Regions from separate parts of the Astyanax mexicanus genome. Here region 1 is linked to region 2. Evidence: chromatin contacts called from public Hi-C data. All regions are on one chromosome and are shown on one strand. Each heading gives the region's core, a stretch centred on a gene start, on an enhancer-like site or on the middle of the called end of the contact. The rest is flanking DNA. Distances are from core to core; before and after follow the strand shown. Region 1 overlaps ankrd11 (ankyrin repeat domain 11). Region 2 holds the start of ankrd11 (ankyrin repeat domain 11).

What was found. A called contact is a pair of places that touch in the nucleus more often than the background predicts.
Region 1: a Hi-C map of muscle shows a contact between it and region 2, with 2.7 times the contacts expected there. The contact joins the enhancer-like site here to the promoter of ankrd11 in region 2. A contact is called at or near these places in 2 of 3 Hi-C or Micro-C datasets (blood and muscle).

What each region holds. Positions count from the first base shown.
Region 1 is chr23:29,583,120-29,585,856 of AstMex3_surface, forward strand. The region is part of intron 2 of ankrd11 (ankyrin repeat domain 11); the gene reads left to right. Among protein-coding and RNA genes, the nearest start is that of ankrd11, 82 kb to the left of the region's middle. Within about 2 kb of position 1,337, the one cell type or tissue checked has an H3K27ac peak away from gene starts, as active enhancers do.
Region 2 is chr23:29,500,748-29,503,447 of AstMex3_surface, forward strand. ankrd11 (ankyrin repeat domain 11) reads left to right here and starts at 1,266. Exons shown (of 13, transcript XM_007230069.4): 1 at 1,266-1,711.

The DNA.
Region 1 (2,737 bases), core at 87-2,586, 82 kb after region 2:
ATTTCTGGATGAAGTGATTTCCAGCGCTGTTTGGATATAACTGTGGATTACAGGAGACTGGATTGATGGATTCTCTTTAGTCTGGACGCGTTTTAAAGGTAGGACCTGTGGCTGAGCGCGGGTGTGTGTTCGGGGGGTGGCGGCAGTGACCGGAGGTTACCCCAGGACAAAAGGAGAGCCTTTTATTACTGGAAACATGCGCTCTGACGCAGCTCTAATTCATGAAACATACATCCTACAGTAAAAGCACAGTTCTGGAATCCGGAGAGCCAGACGGTTCGAATGGTGTATGACATGACCGCATTCGATGAAATATGGACGAACGATAAACGCAAATATGAGAGTTATGAATTATTAAAATCATAACCAAGGCATATTTCGCCCTAAATGTTTATTTTCTGAAAGGATATTCCGCTAAATAGGCTAAATAGCTCAAAAGCAGAGATTCTAAGCTTTAAAATGGTATATTGGATGTCTATATTGAACCTGTAACTGTTCATAACTATTCAGAAACACAGCCAGTTATGAAATATTAAATATTTCTGGCCCGCCGGTGGGCCAGCGCGTGTTAAGAGGTTAACTTTACTTAGAAGTGGGCGCTAAAAAGAAACAGTTTGTGCTATTACCCCAGAACGGGTGGAAAGGAAAGTTTACCGGCACCTTGTTCTGGCCACGGAGCTACAGTGGAAACTAGCTACCCTGAACCACAGCCGAGAGGCAGTACGGCAGTCAAAGGTAACCGCGCGCTAGCCCAAGAGGGGGATCTTATTCTGGCGTGGGTGAGGAATTCTGCACAACAGAGCGCCGTGTACCACATAAAAATCGAGGTCAGTAAACACAAGCAAAATCCATACACAAGGCGCACTGCATTATACGGCGCAATGACGATTTTTGGGAAAAAATAAGTATTTTAAGTGCGCCTTATAGCCCGAAAAATACGGTAGATTAAAAAACAAAAAATATATACTATAATGTAAATAAGATAAAACCACACTGTTGCATGCCAACACAATTGTAGCAGTATTGATAGTATAGTGAGATTTACTGAGGTTATTTCTGCATATTGCTGCACCCTTTTTCTTTGGCTGTATGGTTGTAGAGTTTTAGAGCTGTAGAGCCTCTGGTGTCCTCACTTTTCTTTTCTTCTTTTCTGCCAGCCTCTTTCTTTCATCCTTTTGTTTGTTTAGCTGTAGAACTTCATGTACGCTGCTTCTAGATTCCTTTACCGCTTCCTTTTTTTTTTTTTTTTTCCCTCGTACGCTCTCATTCTGTTCCCATTCACTGCCCCTCCACCATCCTGTTCTCTCCCCCCCTTCTCCTCCTGCACTGCTCTTAAGAGCACCATTTCAGCTCCAGTGAAAAGGCAGTGTAATCTGGGCTTTCTTCCTGTGCCAGAGCCTCTGCCTGCTCTGCCTCCTCTGCCTGCTCTGCCTCTGCTCTAGCGCTCAGCCACAGTGCTGATGAGGCTGAAAGGCCCTGTCCATTAAAAGGCATGAGCTTGCATCATGAATATTTCCACTCAGGGGCTTGTACATGCTGCATAGTGAGAGAACGAGAGAGAGAGAGGATGATGGATAGACAGAAAGAAAGAGAGAGAGAGAGAGAGAGAGAGAGAGAGAAATGCCCATCATGCTCATGTACCCCGTTCACCTTCATCCCTCCATCCGCCCGTCGCTGAGCTCCGCTGGGGCCGTAGCCTCTTCATAATGCAGCTGGTGTAGCTCTGCATGCGTGATCCATTCATAATGAGCCGAGCTGCTGATTAGAGCACATTATCCTCCATCATAATGCTGCCAGGTTTGATGCTTTAAAGATGCTCCTTTTTTGGGATACACTCATGATCCGTCGAGGCGTTCCCGGGCTGAATTTTATGCAGAGCGGACGTGCCTGAAATTATGAGTTATGGATTGTCTCATGGTCTCATCAGCATAAGGAGGCATGATGCTCTTTGCTCTCCAGGCTGATCTCCAAGGCCTGATTGCTGCAGTCCGCTGAGGGGTTTAGACTGAAGGGTTACTGGAAATTGAACATGATGAAAATGCTAATGTTGGTCATGCTGAACATCATCTAGTTTGTAGACAGTGTTTTATAGATAGTAAAATATGTTTTGCAATACTGTAGACTTATTTAATATGATGATTAATTTCAGACAGCTGTTTTATTTAATGTTTTACCCCCTCCTCTACTCAATTGCAGTGTTGATCATTTATAAAATCTTTTATAAAATCTGTATTGGAATACTCTTAGAAAGGTGATGTATCATGATATATTGATTTATAACCCATGTGTTGTGATGCGTATCCAGTTAGACCTAGGCAATAAATGGATCATTTTTCTTATAAAACATTTTATATTGTATTGACAATAAGTGTATCAAGGGTATCATCTGTGCTTAAAGGTAGGATTGGAAACAGATAGGAAAAATTAATATATTTCCAAGAAATGCCCCTATCACTAGCATTGGAAGCCTGTTGGGTATTGGCATAGGCCTTTAAACTGATTAGATTTTAGAGTGCTGGGAGCGGAGGTGTGCTATTCCACAAATTTTTATACTTATTTTCTAGTTTTACTATACTCCAAGTCCACTTCACCTAGGCCCGTCACAATAATTGCAATATCGATTTATTGTACAATAAATAAACATGACCTCAATAATTTTTGATAATCGTGATATCGTCTATTGTGTTTATTTGTATGTTTGTTCACATATATAACAGTGAATAGTATTTTAGCCAGT
Region 2 (2,700 bases), core at 16-2,515:
TCCATATATTTTCCTATTCCTATAACGTATTTGCATATATTATGCAGTGTTAAATACTGTTATTACCCCATTGTATAAAACACAGTATATAAATAAATACTGATACTGTGCTGTAATGTCCTCTCTGCTAGTATCTGATATTTATCTGAACAGCAGGTGGCGCCATTGCTTTGATATTACATTTGGTGTGACGTAAACATTAAAGGCACCTAGCTGTAAATATTTTACAAATTATAATAAGTATAAAACATATGATCACGTGCAAAAGTGTGTGCACCACAGTTGAAATAATGCATATTCTTCACTACACCGGAGCTGAGCCAAATCGATTAAAAAATATATATATTGTGATAATAGCTGCATTCTGTCTTGAAAGCATTTTGTGTTCATTCTGTAATGTACTATGTAGTATTTACCGTTTTGTATTACCGTTTTTCCATATAAACGTTTATGTGCCAACACTTAATATCCTGCAATTATTTGTACTATATTCTTCAAATTAAATATTTTAAAGGCTTTTATTTTTCATATCGCCAATAATATTGTATTACAAAAATACCCTGAAATATTGCAATAATCTCACCCAAGTATACATTTTGGGATGGTTCCTTGGACAATAAAAAGGCATAATTCTACCCAACACCCAGGTTTACACTAGCTATTTTTTTTATTCAAAGTAAAAAACTGTGTCTTTGATGTAAAAAAAAAAAAATCATATAGGAGGAAGAATAAAAATGTAATTTCTTCCAAAAGTCAGAGACTACATTACAGTAAAAGAAAAGAGGAGCCAGGTTCTCATCACAGTTACCACAGAATATTCAAATACAAATACAATAAGTGTATTTATTTTACTTTATTTGGGATACCGTATTTAATAAGAATCAACCATGTTTCCAATGAATGTTTTCAAATATTCAAATATTTTTCAGGGTACTCCAATGACATTTACCTCTTGTGTGTGTCTACTGATTTCTTTCCCTTTTATATTATTACTATTTTATTTTTTTTACTAATAATATGTGTTTAAGCGTTAAGCCAATGTATTAGGTGTTATATGATTTGTACTCAGTACATTATAGAGTCAAATAAATTATGTAAAAAAAAGCTTTACGATATGTAACGCTAATGTTCTCACTAGTGCGCACTTAGTAGTGTTCGAGTTAGAATGCTCAAATGAGAACAAAGCCCAACAGTGACCGCCCACAGCCGGCAGCCAATCAGAGCCGAGCTTTCGCCTGGCTGCGTGCGCTCTTCGTCAGCAGCGCTAGAGTCAAAGGCCGCTGGAAGTCGGTTGGGGAAGAGAAGACGGACGCGGAGGATTAAAACCTGCAACGGATTTATTTTATATTAAACTCAGATTTCACCGCGTGCTCTAATTAAATCGACGCGCGAACCACGACAGAAAAGAGCTGGTCTGCAAGAGAAGGCGGTAAAATGCTGGATATTCCCGAATCCCTTTGATTCGCCGCGGAGGAGAGAAATAACCGTCGGTTGGGGAGCTTGGAGTTAGCTTAGCATAGTTTAGCTTAGCCTGCTCGCGTTCTGCAGCGCCCCCGTCGCTCGCAGTGCGTTTGGACCGCGATGAGTGTCGCCTGCCCCGGCTGCCCGCGGACTCTAGCGCGCTGATCGGGAAGGCCTCAAATGGGAAAGTCGAGCATCGGGGGGGAATACCGAGCCTAGCCGTGTAGATGTAGCTCACATTCGGGAGAAGGTAAGCACGTTTAAGGCTGTTCTGCACCGGCTGAGCTGAGCTGCGTGGAGCTAATGGCTTCTCCTTGGTTTGTTTTGAGACAGTCTGGCGTTTTAGCTTCGTTAGCAGTGTTGCTAATGTGATTAAGCGTATGAATGTAGGTAGTTATGCTTAATAAATAAAAATATTATATGGAGTACCGCACAGAGCGCTCATATATGCTGTTTTGTTGTTTTGAAAAGGAACGTTTGGTGTTGGTTGGTGTGGCGCAGTGGATAACACCACTACGTGCCAGTGAGCTACCCTATCATGTGGGAGACTGGGGTTCAATTCCTGCTATGGGTGACTGAATGCTGCGCTACACCATTAAGAGTCCTTGGGCAAGACTCCTAATACTGTTTTGGCTCACTACTGGAACAGAAATAACGTTGTAACTAAGTCCCTCTGGATAAGAGGGTCAAATAAATGTCACGAAAAACGCATAATCTAATAACTAAATGTGTAATCACGTTGCAGTATTTTTGGATAGTGCCTATTTGGGCTCTAGAAGGTTTATTCATTGCGTAAACATAAAATTGTATGTAGTAACTAAATACTTAGCCCTAGATAACTTCTGTAGGATTTTTATTTAATGCACAAGTCACCTTTAAAATGCTTATGTAGTAAATAAGTCTGCTCTAGAATATCATTCATCTTGTGCCTAGCTGTGCTCTGGAACCCTAGTCACATATTTAATACATAGCAACAAATTACATACAATGCATAAGTAGTGCCACATAGTGAACAACTATAACTGTGTGCTAGGGTGCTTGTGATACCACGTGTAATCAAGCTCTAGTTAACATTACTTGCTTAGTGTCTGGTTCAGCTCTAGAATTCTCATCTAGTGCGCAACACTGTTTTAAGAACGCTTACTTAATGAGTAGTTGTGCTTTAGAATGTCCACTGCATAAATATGCTTTTAAAAGCATAGCTATAGTGAGTGACTGCACTGGAACACTATGCACTTT